2 separate regions of the Danio rerio genome follow, and region 2 is linked to region 1. The links are chromatin contacts, called in public Micro-C maps. All regions are on one chromosome and are shown on one strand. Each heading gives the region's core, a stretch centred on a gene start, on an enhancer-like site or on the middle of the called end of the contact. The rest is flanking DNA. Distances are from core to core; before and after follow the strand shown.

Evidence for each region. A called contact is a pair of places that touch in the nucleus more often than the background predicts.
Region 2: a Micro-C map of caudal fin shows a contact between it and region 1, with 3 times the contacts expected there. The contact joins the promoter of c7a here to the enhancer-like site in region 1. A contact is called at or near these places in 3 of 18 Hi-C or Micro-C datasets (caudal fin, skeletal muscle and an unstated tissue).

What each region holds. Positions count from the first base shown.
Region 1 is chr8:33,826,869-33,833,832 of GRCz12tu, reverse strand. oxct1a (3-oxoacid CoA transferase 1a) reads right to left here. Exons shown (of 17, transcript NM_001007291.1): 7 at 5,532-5,592. Among named protein-coding and RNA genes, the nearest start is that of oxct1a, 21 kb to the right of the region's middle. Within about 2 kb of position 3,517, at least 4 of the 62 cell types and tissues checked have an H3K27ac peak or open chromatin away from gene starts, as enhancers often do.
Region 2 is chr8:33,963,834-33,970,818 of GRCz12tu, reverse strand. It overlaps c7a (complement component 7a), which reads right to left and starts at 5,120. Exons shown (of 19, transcript XR_012384448.1): 1 at 5,051-5,120; 2 at 4,814-4,872; 3 at 1,580-1,682; 4 at 1,330-1,471.

The DNA of each region.
Region 1 (6,964 bases), core at 2,268-4,767:
CACGCATACACACTCATTTACAGACACACTCATACACTACGGCCAATTTTGTTTATTCAATTCATCCATAGCGCATATCTTATCTTATGGGGGAAACCAGAGCATCTGGGAGGAAACACACGTGAACATGGGGAGAACACGCAAACTCCACACAGAAACGCCAACTGACCCAGCCAGGACTCGAACCAGCAGCCTTCTTACTGTGAGGCGACAGTGCTAACCCCTGAGCCACCATGCCGTGCACCAGATTTAATCTGGTATAAATAAATGAAAATGGTATAAATAAATCTTGCTGTAGAAAAAGCAAGATACAAATAGTTAAATTATATGAGATTGCTTCACTTATATTAATATTTAGAGGCAAAATTGATAACTACATAATCCACACAACAGATTAAATTCAACGTGTTTTAAATTAATAAGTAGAATTTCAAACACATTGATACTATAACGTAAATCATGTTCTTAAATGTTTCTAGTTCAATTACATTAAAAGTATATGGGTGGAAATATTATATGTAAGAATACAGAATAAATAAATCTTATTTTTTTAGGCCTCAAGATTGTTTTGAGTGTAGTGTTGTCTGCAACAATATTTACCTCATCAGGAATTAGACACACACACACAAAAAAACACCCTTATTGAGCACACAGTGTAATGAATCAAGTCGCTTATCCTGACGGATCTCATGTCATTAAGATGGATTTCTGTATGCAAATAAGCATTTGTTCCTTTTGTGTGTGCGTTTCTCAACAACTTAACATGAATGTCAATTGCCAAGATGCAAATCATTCATTAATCATAGATGAATATCTTTAAAATATTGCTGAATTATAGTGCTATATTATAGGGCTGACACCTGTTCAGAGCATTGTTCAGCAAATATTGCTATTCACTTAATATTGATTCAATACATAATTATTTTAAATTCAATTAAAAATCAATTTAATTGACACTTCTTAAGAAATCAGTTAGCAAATGCATTTTGAAAACACAGCGGTTATGACTCAGATTTGTGTATATTATGTGAAAGTCATTTCCCACACAGATTCATGCTGTTGCCTGCATGTGAAGACAATGATGTGAATCATTCTAACGGTCCTTCATAAGCTTGTTAGGAGGCTTTCACGCTAGCCTGGGTTTATTTAAGGTCAGAGCTCTGTTCATTGAATAATATGAAGCGCACCATCTAGCAAACTCTACTGTGGTACTTTTCTAAAGTGAATGCAACCTTATTAAATCACATCAAACTATGTATTTGTGTTTATTTACATGCTTTCCTGAAGTATTACTGACTAGTTGCCTGAAGAAAATGTTTATCTAATTTCTGTTTGTCCTCAGCAGAAATCAGCTCCCTTCTCCTTCATTTAACCCTTAAGTGATGATCCTGCCTTACAAGCACGCTCATACAGTGCAGATAGAGAATAGGTCATGACAAGTCTACTTAGATCTAATAACCATTCAATGTGAGATCCAACATGAGACCTGAAAAGATTACGCTCTAAAACAGGTCGGGGTTGGTATTAGTGACATTGGGTTATGGGTATTTTTAAAAGGAACAGATTTTTTTTTTTTTTTTTTTTAAAGGGTCATCTTACATCTCCCCAAGATCTTAACCATTGAGTTTGACTATTTTTAATCTAACTCTAGGTTATAAAATGTGCTATTACCAAAAAAAGCTATATATTTCTTTAAAAACATATATGTTCTAAGGATGTGGGCTAATGTAATTAAACTATTTAGTCATTTGTGTTTTTATACTCTCTTACAGCGTCAGCATTTATCTTTTAATATAATGTAAATTATAATTTATTCATGTGATGGCAAAGCTGAATTTTCTGCATCATTACTCCTGTCGCCAGTGTCACATTCTCCTTCAGAAATCATTCCAGTATGCTGATTCTATTAATAATGTTGGAAACAGTTGTGCTGCTTTATCTTGTATCAACGTCTGATGAATAGAAATTTAACCGCAATGATTAGAAACAGAAACGATGTGTAATATCAAAAATATCTCTACCATCACTTCAGTTTAGGTGAACGTGTCCTTGTTGAAAAAGAGAATTTTAAATTGAAACTATTCACATTAAAGAGATACTTCACACACACACTATATATATATATATATATATATATATATATATATATATATATATATATATATATATATATATATATATATATATATATATATATATATATATATACATATACATACATACATACATACATACACACATACACACACACACTGTACATACACACACACACACACACACACACACACACACACACACACACACACACATATATATATATATATATATATATATATATATATATATATATATATATATATATATATATATATATATATATATATATATATATATATATATATATATATATTTTTTTTTTTTCTTTCCTTCGGTTGAACAGTAAATAAGATATTTAGAAAGAAAATCTAAGAACCTGTAACCATTTGCATCCATGGTTAAAAAAAAAAAAAAAACAATGGAAGTAAACAGTTGCATTCTTAATGCAAATTTATCTTCTTTTTGTGTTCAACTGAAAAAAAGTGTAAAGAGTGAGTAAATAATAACAAAATCTTTTTTGGATGAATTATGAGAGCTAAAGAAGATATTTAGAAATTAAATAAATACATAAATAAAAAAATTAACTATTCGCATGCATAGTAAAAAAATACTAAGGAAGTCAATGGTTAAAGGTTTTAAACATTTTTCAAAACATTTTTTTTTGTTCAACAGAGGACAAAACTCTCTATCTTTAAAAAAAAGTAAAAAGTAAAGAGTGAGTAAATGATAACAGAAACTTCATTTTTGGGTAAACTACGAACACTAGAGAAGATATTTAAAATAAAAAAGAATCTAAAAACCTGTAACAATTGGCATCCATAGTAAAAAAAAAATTCAATGGAAGACAATAGATACAGGTTTTCAGCATTCTTCAAAATATCTTCTTTGGTGTTTAAGAAAAGACAGAACGCTTTGAAAAAAAAAAAAGAGTAAAGAGTAAGTAAATGATGACAGAATCTTAATTTTTGGGTAAACTACAAACACTAAAAAAATATATTTAGAATAAAAAAAAAACTGTAACCATTGGCATCTGGAATAAAAAATAAAAATATAAATGGAGGTCAATGATTACGGGTTTTCAGCATTCTTCAAAATATCTTCTGTGATCAATAGAAGAAATAACCTCTTTGTTTGAAACAAGTAAATAGTGAGTAAACGATAACAGAATCTTCATTTTTGGGTGAACTGCCTGTAATAGCCTCCTCCACTAAAAAACTCTTTGAAGCAGATGCGACAGGCAGCTCTAGTAAGGCGGTTTTCTGTTCTCATCCCCTGACAACAGGAATGGCAGTGCATGGCATGAGTCAATCTTTATCCTGAGTCCCTGCTGCGAAATCTGAAGGGCTGCCACCACAAACAACATCTCAAGCAGTCAAACAGAGGCAGAACGCAAGATACACGCTGTTGCTGAGCACTCATTGGACTGATTCGTTCTCCTAGCAGGACGGCTTTCATCACCAGATGCACAAACATTGAAAAAGACCTTAAACCATTACTGTGCGCTCAGTCAACTGATAAGCTTATCTTTAGTGGCACTGCAATAACCGTATTGTCAGATGATACCGGCCACTAATATCTGCTCATAGCTACAATAAAGACTGAAAAGCAGGCAAATAAAAGCTTGAAATGTACAAATAGCATCCGATACAATTGCAGCAGAAGACAATTAAAGAATAAGAGCAAGCCACAAATCTTGCTAAATGTGAATGATTGTTCTACTAATGGATTGATTGGTGGACTGATTGTAAAGAGTAGTTACAGGAAAAGAAGCATTAGTTAAAATTACAACTTTTCATTGATCATTCAAGTTAGCTTATAGTTACATTAAAACATATTAAAGGGATAGTTCACCCAAAACTGGATATTCTACCATTACATACTTACATCTTTAAAAAATGTTTGTTGTAATTAAACACAAAAGAATATATTTTAAAGAAAGTGGCAAACCTGCAACCATTGACTTACATATTAGTTGTTACTTTTCACTATGGAAGTCAATGGTTACAGGTTTCCAACATTCTTCAAAATATCTTCTTTTTGTGTTCAATAGAAAAAAACTCACAATAAAATCCAAGGTGAGTAAATATGATGGCAAAATTATGATAGGGAGATGAACTGTCCCTTTAACAGAAACATTTTAATATAATGCTTGTGATAAATAATGTAGAAATTAAGCAAAATGCTTTTAATATATTTTCACTGCAGCAAAAGACAATTATAGCATATTGGCTAGGAAAATACTTTATATTGGATGATAGTGCTAGTAATAAATTGATCGCAAACCAAAAAAAAAAAAAAATTACAAAAAGTAACATTAAAAGGTGGCGAGGCAGTGGCGCAGTAGGTAGTGCTGTCGCCACACAGCAAGAAGGTCGCTGGTTTGAACCTCGGCTCAGTTGGCATTTTTGTGTGGAGTTTGCATGTTCTCCCTGCTTTCACATGGGTTTCCTCCGGGTGCTCCGGTTTCCCCCACCGTCCAAAGACATGCGGTACAGGTGAATTGGGTAGGCTAAATTGTACGTATTGTATGAGTGAGTGTGTGAATGTGAGTGTGGATGTTTCCCAGAGATGGGCTGCGGTTGATATTTGGTTGATTTTAGCTTGTGTTACAAAGTGACCAAAATCCAACGTCGAGCCAACATCTTAAACAAACATCATATTGACGTCAAATACTGACATTTATTCATCAGGTATAGCAACCAAAATCCAACGTCTGATAGATGTCATAGACATCTACCCAACGTCAAGATGTAACATGATTCATTAACATTATATTTGGATGATTTTAGGTTTGATGATTTCTAATAAAAAAATAAAGTAGTGACTGCACTTTGAAGCAAAGTAGTGGGATAAAAGTACCAATACTGCACTATAAATGTACTTAAGGGAAAGTACATTTTTAAAAGTACTTAATAAATTAAAATTCCAGAGAAAAACTACTCAATTGAAGTAGTTTGAGAGTATTTGTAATTTGCTACTTTAATATTGACCAGTGGTATAAAGCCTAGTTCTAGAAAAAAATAAATAAATCAGTGGTCATTTTAAACCAAGGCTGCATGAGAAAGAACAGAAATACTGGAAGACCAGATTAATTAATGGGAGTTCGTTGGACTGAAAATGCCTTTTGATAAGTCTTTTGTTCGTAGCAGCGTGTTTTGAACAAAGGCTTAGATAAAAGCATATTTGATATGCAGACAAGTGTTTGAAAAGCGCTCTCGGTAGAAAGGAAATGAAAAAGAGTGAATAGAGGGAGAAAAACTTCAAAGATCTAGATGAAACCCACAATTTGTTTTGTTTACGTGAGAAACAATGTTGAAATAAAATGCAGGACAAGAAATATATACATTGGGGGAAATTGAATTCATAAGATAAATAATATGACACATGCACAAGCTTTTAAATCTAAAATAATGCATTTTAACTGCAACGCTTACCTCCACAATCGTGGTCTTGGCTGCCTTGCACATGGGCTGGTTGAAGTTTCGGGCTGTTTTTCTGATTAAGAAAAAAAGAAAAAGAACATGCATCTGTACATCAGAACAGCAAGTCTGTAAAACCAGCTTTAAATTGAAAAGGCTGAGGTGGAATATTACTATGAGTGTGATGTTCTTTTCTCTGTTTAAGAAGCACTAATGATGAAATGTTGTGAAAGTAGAATGAGAAGATATAAAAATCAGTGCAGAGATATTATTAGAAACTGCTATTGTCAAGTCATCATCGCATCCATATTGGTGCCCCTTTAAAAAATATCAACCAAAGCAAAACGAGTGTATTCAGTTTATGGAAAAGGAAACAGTGCACCCTTGTGGTAAAACGCAATACTGCACTGTAAATAAATTATGTAAGGTTGCAAGATGTTAATAAATGAGCACTTAAAATCATACAGTGTCCTCACATTGATTAAATCATTAGTTACATATTTTATAAAATGTTATATACAGAATGAAATATGGAAAGTATTTTAATATAAAATCCTTTTATAATATTCACCATAAAACACATATTTATATTATATATAGACCATTCAAAAAATTGAGATCAGTGAAATATGTTGTTTAACATATGTACAGTGCTCAGCATACATATGTACACCCTTCACAAATCTATATTTTAAGAGCATATTTTAAATAGGAAGCTATACAATATTAGATTTGTGCATATTCATTAGTCAGTAGTGAAGCCAAATCTGGAGCTTATCTAACCAAATAACTTACGATAACGGTCCAAAACTAGAACACCCAAATTTATGTTTTATATTTCTATTATTTCTATTATTTTTTTTTTTTATTTATTTAAATTAGTTGAAATTTTGTAGGTTTTAATTTTAATTTTCTTTATATTCTGCTAAAATTTAATTGTAATATCTTTCAATTTCTAAAAATGATTGTTTACTAAAATATTATTTTAATAAATATATCTGTTTTGTTTAAATGCACCAAAAATACATTGCCTATATTCACTGAGAAATGGATACAGATATTCATTTTTAAAATGGGGTGTTCTTAATTATGCTGCATGTACAGTATATATGCATGTACCTACGTATTATCTATTAAGAATTACATCTGTGAACATTATTTATAAATACAACTGTTCATTTTCATTTAGCTGTGCTCAATCACATTAAATAACATTAAAAGAAAAATTAACAGAATAATACAAATTTTAATAATTTATTTTAAATGCTTTATGATCATGTGACACTCGAATAGGCAGTTGTAAAGATGCTAAACTCAGGGATTTTTTTAAATGGTTTTAAAACAAGACACAACTTTATACATCTCATAAATAATATTAAATATTAGCTAATGTTATAATATTACCTTTAAAAACCTAATATATAAAATTAAACACCTAATAAATAATA
Region 2 (6,985 bases), core at 3,871-6,370, 140 kb before region 1:
GTTTATATCTCCACAAATCCAACAATATCCCACCCCCTTTCTGACCTTGCTAAATGTTTACATAAGATTAATAATTAGATGACTTATCATTTCTTAAAGTTAAATGACAGTAAAACTGAAGCCCTTCTGGTTGGCTTTAAGTCTGTTTTATCCAAAGCTCAATCCTTTACCCTGTTTATTGGTAACTTCCCAGTCCATTTCTCAACCCACGTGAAAAAGACTTGGGGTTATACTGGATAGCATGCTCTCGTGTGGTTCTCATAGTAATATCTCACGTTCTGCCTTTTTCATTTGCATAGCATTGCAAGACTTCGCTCTTCACCGTCTCAACAAAGTAGAGATGCTTTGGTTACATCACGGATTTATTACTGTAACTCTCCTATCTGGCATCCCTGACAAGCAACGTCATAGACTACAAGTTAATTCAGAGTTCAGCAGCTAGGATAGTTACCTGCTCGCTTAATTCTGATTATATACTGTAACTTCAATTCTCTTTCACCTACACTGACTTCCTGTTCACTATTGTATACAATACAAAATCCTCCTCTTAACATACAAAGCTTTTCATAGCTTGGCCCTTACTATCTTTCTGATCTTCTTCATTTGTACACTCCTTTGTGCTCACTGAGATTATCTTCAGCTGAATTCTTATGTTACAAACTTTAAGATAAAGTCATTTGGTGGTAGGACTTTTAGTTGTACAGTACCAAAGTTATGGAATTCAATGCATTTGCACATTCAGCAGGTTGACTCTATTTCCAATTTTAAATCTCAGACAAATACATTTTTGTTAAGGATAGCTTTTAATGATTTGCTGGTTTAATATTATGCTGATTGTTATATTTACTGCTTGTATTTTTATGATGTGCTTGTGATCTGCTGTAAGGTGTCCTTGAGTGCTTTGGAAGGCGCCTATAAATAAAAGATATTATTATTATTATTATTATTATTATTATTATTATTACTAGTAGTAGTAGTAGTAGTAGTAGTAGTAGTATGTACATGTGAGTGCAATGGTTCGGATATCAGAGTTTGTTTTGAATGTAGATACTGAGACGTGAAAACGTGCTGGATAAGTTGGAGGTTCATTCCACTGTGGCGACCATGGATTAATCAAAGGACTAAGCCGACAAGAAAATGAATGAATTATTGTAATTATTATTATTGTTATTAACCTGGGGTGTATTTACTTTTAAACACACACACACGTTTATTTTTGTAAAAAGTGGGTACATTACATAGGTTACAGGACATAGGTCCTGATATGTCACAAAAACACGTACACACACACACACACACACACAAACAGAAAAATATCAAAACAATTACCAGACTGGCATCGGAAGCGTCCTCCGCATCCCTCCTCTAGGGGACAGACTTGAGTCGAAATGCATGTCTGTGTGCGAGTTGAGCTTCCAGTGCAAGGCTGACCGCCAAACTGAGAGAAGACTGCTACGAAGCGGATCTGTGTCTGCAATCACCACACATATCATTACACAATTTACAATTGCACAAGAAAGATGAGAAATGATGAACAATGGTATCCAATAGCAGATCAAAAAATCAACGCTGTCCCCACCTGTGTTTTGGAGCAGCGATCACAGGCTGACCAGCTGGACCAGGAGCCCCACAAGCAATGCACAGGTTCAGATGCTGACCTGATGGACCTAAGTGACCCTGCACTGATTCAGGAGCAACTCAATGAAAGCATGTTATCAGCAGCAGAATACAGTCAAGCTAAAAACTATGCAATTCATTACAATTACCCAAAACATTTAGATAACTTAAAATGTGCCATAGAATGAACATCTGAATTTACCTAGGCATAGCTCAATTTAGAATTTAGTACACGGAAATGACATACAGTTTCCTCGTTCTCATGTAAATAAAGAGGTGGTCAACTACAATATCATTTTTAAACTTTAGTTAATGTGTAATGTAGCTGTGAGAACATAAACAGCATCTCTGAATGTAAAACGCTCAAAGTTCAATGCAAAGGGAGACATTAGCTTTTACAAAGTTAGCTTAGCAAAGACTACAGCGAACAAAGTTTGGGGACTACAAAAAGAATAAAAAAAAACATCCAGACTAATGAGATTACAAATGCTTCAGGTAACGCGCATTCACCATACGCATACACCAAGTGCGGTAAAGGGGCGTGGCCAGAGGCGCTGTAATGTTATAGCAGAAAAAGCCAGAATGCTGTGCAAACACTGGTATTTCCACAGATCTTCTTTTGTTTCTGTATTTGGTCTTCCAAAGGACATGACAAAAAGAGAGAAGTGCTTACATTTTAATTTAATTATGTTCCAGAGAATTATAAAGAATATATAGCAAGCATTTGACAAAGCACAACTTCCAGAATCTCTCCCAGTTCAGTGCTAGATTTTGCTAAAAACTCCTCAAAGAAGAAGCGGCACCAACCATAATAGAAGAAGCTGTGGGTTGTGAGCCACAACCTGTAAGTATTTTTATTTGTTAAAATTGATCTATTACATGCACAGTTTCTAGCATAAACGGTATGTTGTAGCGAGGACATAAACAGGGATGTAAACAATGGGAAATGCTGTTTGGCACCACCAACAATTTAGCTACAAATTCATATTTATCCGTCAAACCCCTGTGAACGCCAACAACCTGTATCGCATGCAGTGTCTCTCTATGCAGCTGCTTTCCATGTATTCTACATACAGATAATGATCTCGCAAAAATATATGAACGTTTTGTATTACTTACACATGCTTACTCTGATTATAAGTAAAAGACACTTATCAAATATTATTTTAGAGAGCAGGTGTGAGGTTCAGCTGTGTCCTTGTCATTTTCTGTCTTATTCAGGCTCAAACTGATATAGCTAACAGTTACACTGACTGACAGTATTTGTACAGCAGAGACAAAGTGCTTGCTAGTAGAGGCGTGACTTTTCTCTGTGATGTGGAGCCAATCACAGCACATTATGTTACCTGACCAATCAGAGCCTCTTGAGGGCTGGCTTTCAGAGGAACTAGGACATTTGACAGTCAGTGTCATGTTAGCTGAATAGCAGTATATTATCAAAGTATATGAAAAAATACTGTCACTAATTAAAAATGAAGCATGAGCACACATTGTTTTACATATTATAAACACAACCAAGCTTTAAAAATACACTCTGCACCACCCTTTTAATATGAGTGTAAAATACTGATGGAAAACAGGCCAATAAGAACAAAATACAGACTTTGGCAATAAAAGGGCTCATTAATAGGTTTCCTAGCTACAATAGTGATATTTTTCTCTTCATTTCTGAGCTTACTATGTATGTGGGACTCTTATTTTAAAAATGTGACCAGCATTATAAAGCTATAAGGTAATGCAGCCATAGAGTGAACACATCAATATCATCATCATCATCAGACTACAGAATTCAGGAAAGGCAGATTACAAATTTATTCAGCCTTCACCTCTAAAAGAGGCTTAAAGATCCAATGAAATTAAAATAGTGTTTTTTAGATGTTAGAATCAGTATTTCAGTCTTAAGGGATATATAAGCTAGTGTGTTATCAAAACAAAATGAAGATGTACAGTGTGCAGTTAGATCACCTAAATGGATCAATGTTTTCTTTTCATTTTTATGTCACCTCAAACTTTAGTTTCTTATCAAATTTTGTCCAATCAAATGCTCTAGTATCTGACATGCCCCGCTCCCTTCTCATTTGCTTTTCATTTGATGTGCTTGAGTTCAATCATTCTCACTGGCAAAACTGTGATACAAACAAAAAGCAATTGGCTTTGTATTTAAAGAGGAGGACCTACTCTGTGTCCCACCTTCTCTTAATTTTTTACTTGAGATTACGCCAAACTTTTAAAAAATGCACATTTCAAAGCACTTTACTCGACTTTTAAGGTCAGTTTAACTTCATCTTTCGTTAGTTTAATGTGTATAGTGAGAAATTTGCTGCAAATGGTTGCAAAAAAGCGACAAACACAAGTAAATTGTTACATACACATTACAAGTGTTAAATCCATGTTTATGCACTGTGTCATATCAGTCAGCTCTTACTGTGATTTTCTTTTACTGTTTATTTGTTTAGAGTGAAAGAGGCACCAATAAAATTCACATTTTTATAGAGAAGAACATAGTAATGTTTATTAATATTAATGTCCTGTGTTTTCATATAAAACAAAAAATACAACTCCAAAATATATCTCTGTCTGCCCATTTTGTTGGGATTAATTATAATTCAGCCTATATTTAGTCTCCAACTCAGAAGCAAACTAGGTTACTCTGGTGGCATAAAGATAGCTCACTTATTCCTTCTAGCCAAAATAAACCCCATTCAGTTGCAAAGAATGTCATTTAAAAAGAAATCCATTAAAAAAATAATTTTTGACAACTGAAGTATGATTATTTCGCAAGTGTTTCGCAAGCATCAGATCATATCTCATTAATATTCACGACTGTTCCAAATATGGTCAAAACTGAGCTTTTGAATCTATGGGTAATTCCCGTGGTTACAAATGAGCAAATAAAACAATTTCTGGAGAATTTTGGCACTTACCTATAACCCAGATACTTTCTATTTAGATATTAGAGAACAATTCAACATATTGTATTAATGTAATCTATGGCACCATGTGAGTGTGTTCAAATTAAAGTTCATATTATGAGTACTTTTTTATGTAAGCCTTAATGACAGCCTATATATTTTGCTGTCAAGCAGATTCATACAAAGCTCAAATTCACTTTTTAACCTTAACAATATGGAAAGCTACAGTGGAAGGACAGACAAAGCAACAGACTTAGTAAAATAAATGCAAAAATGTTACTTACTGTGTAATTGGAGCTGAAGACAGCAGTGAGAGAAGAAAAACTCCATGCAGAAACACACACTGAGAACAAACAAGTTTTTCTCCTAATAAACCAGTTCTGAATGAAAATACCATTTGAGTAAAACTGCATTAAACTTGACAGTTTCACTAAAGTGCCTCATTGGAGTTAGCATAATCAATGCATGCTTAAATAATGCAGAACTTTTTAGATACTGGTTGAAAAATCAAGAGTGCTTACCTTCATTGTAGCAATCTGAAGCAGCACGCACATTTCTCTGCAAGCTGTCTGTCTATACAGTCCACAACATAATAGGAGAAACCCTCCCAATCCGAGTGTTATCTGACTAAAACAAGCTGAGAGCGGGAAATGATCATTTCTCTGCCAAAGAATGCCTGTAACAACACAATCCTCATTTCACTGGAATGTGAGCGAGACCCAAGAGACAGAAAGAGCACATAAATCTCTCTAATGACTCTAAAGGATTTATGGAGCATGTTGAGAATTAAACCACCAATGTCCAGTTGAGTAAATAAATGTTAGCTTGTCACGTGTTGAATACGAACCCGACAACATTGAATTTGGAATTCACAATAAACACTTGATGGAGACAAAGCACAATTTTGAGTTGAATTCCACCATTAAGAACTATATAAAAGCTCTATTTAAAATGTGTATGTTTACTGGAAGAATCATTGTATTTAAAAGACAAAGTCTCCTCATGAATATCCTACGAATGCGCATGCCTTTGTGAATAATAATGCTATACACTGTCTCAGGGTCAGGGGTTAATCGGCAGGCTTTTCTGCTGCTTAGACCTCAGGATCCACAGTTCCTCTAAGGATCTCATTTGTATAATTAAAAGGTAATTGAGTTTCTCAGTGAGCCCCTCATCGCCAAGCTCTTATTAGCAGCATGTTCTGCACGCAGGTAATAATGCATCACAAATCCAGTCGTGTGCTCACAGAGTCATTCGCATGTGTTTACAAACACTGAAATGTGTATGTGAAAACCTCTGAAAGTCAAATGAAATCTGTAATATTGGAGACTTTATTTGAATTTTTATTCATCCATGTTTTTTTCTGTCTTTATAGAATTTAAGGTGCTAAGGAACAAAGAAATCAATATTCCCTTGTTCATTTGACATATCGGGCATTATACTGTAAAGGTTTCATAACTCAAAACTCTAAAAACAGCTTATATTGAAGCCAATCTGCCAAAATGATGTGGAATGCATTACTTTATTGTATAATAGTATGGCTAAACTCCACCTCCACACAAGAATTGCTTCTACACCCATCAACCCTCCCATATTTCCAGGGATTCTCCCATAATTTTATAGTTCTATCCCACTATCATTGCGTAAAGGTATTTTCCAGTATTTCTCCCATATTTTTAATCTTTCTATAAAGGGTGGCAATACATGTTAAAGAGCCAATCCTCCCTATATGCAACCTATACCGCCGAACCATCAGGGGATGCCTCTTGCTCTTAACCTCTTAAACTCCAGTGCTATTTTGGGATTTCTACCTGGATTTTGCCTACCCGAATTTAAAAGTTTTTCAAATCCACATGCAAAAAAATGGTATAAATTTAAAGAAAACCCTTTGAATTTTCATAAAACACTATTGCAAGTGCTTAAAATAACTGTAAATTTTGTCTGTGTTATAATAAACACCTGAAAAAAGAGGCGCTTTTTGTATTTATTTTTTATAAACTCAACTTTGAAAGTGTACCTTTTAGGTTCTGTGTGGTCTAGGTTTGCTGTAATTAATTTTAGTGGTTCCAGCACATGTCTGTAATCATCGGGAAAAAAGAAAAATGTCTCTACCATAATCTATGCAAAAGTTATTGTATACCAACTGATGAGAGGTGCTATACAAGCCACAGGGATCGATCATGGTTTTCATATTTCACTATTCTTTTGTTTGATCAAACATAATTCACTGTGTTTGGACCACGTCAGACATATAAAAGGATTACTTATGCCCATCACCTCAAAAACAGAGGAGAATGGCCCTGAAGCGCATAGCATAAGGTAAGAGATGACAGCTGTCTGTGCTATCTGAAGCTGCTTATTGATCATAAATGTTTGTTTTTACTTCTGCGCCATGGAAACACCGCGATTCATTCAACAACTGTTTGATTTGTGAATTTAATTCAGTAAAAAGAATG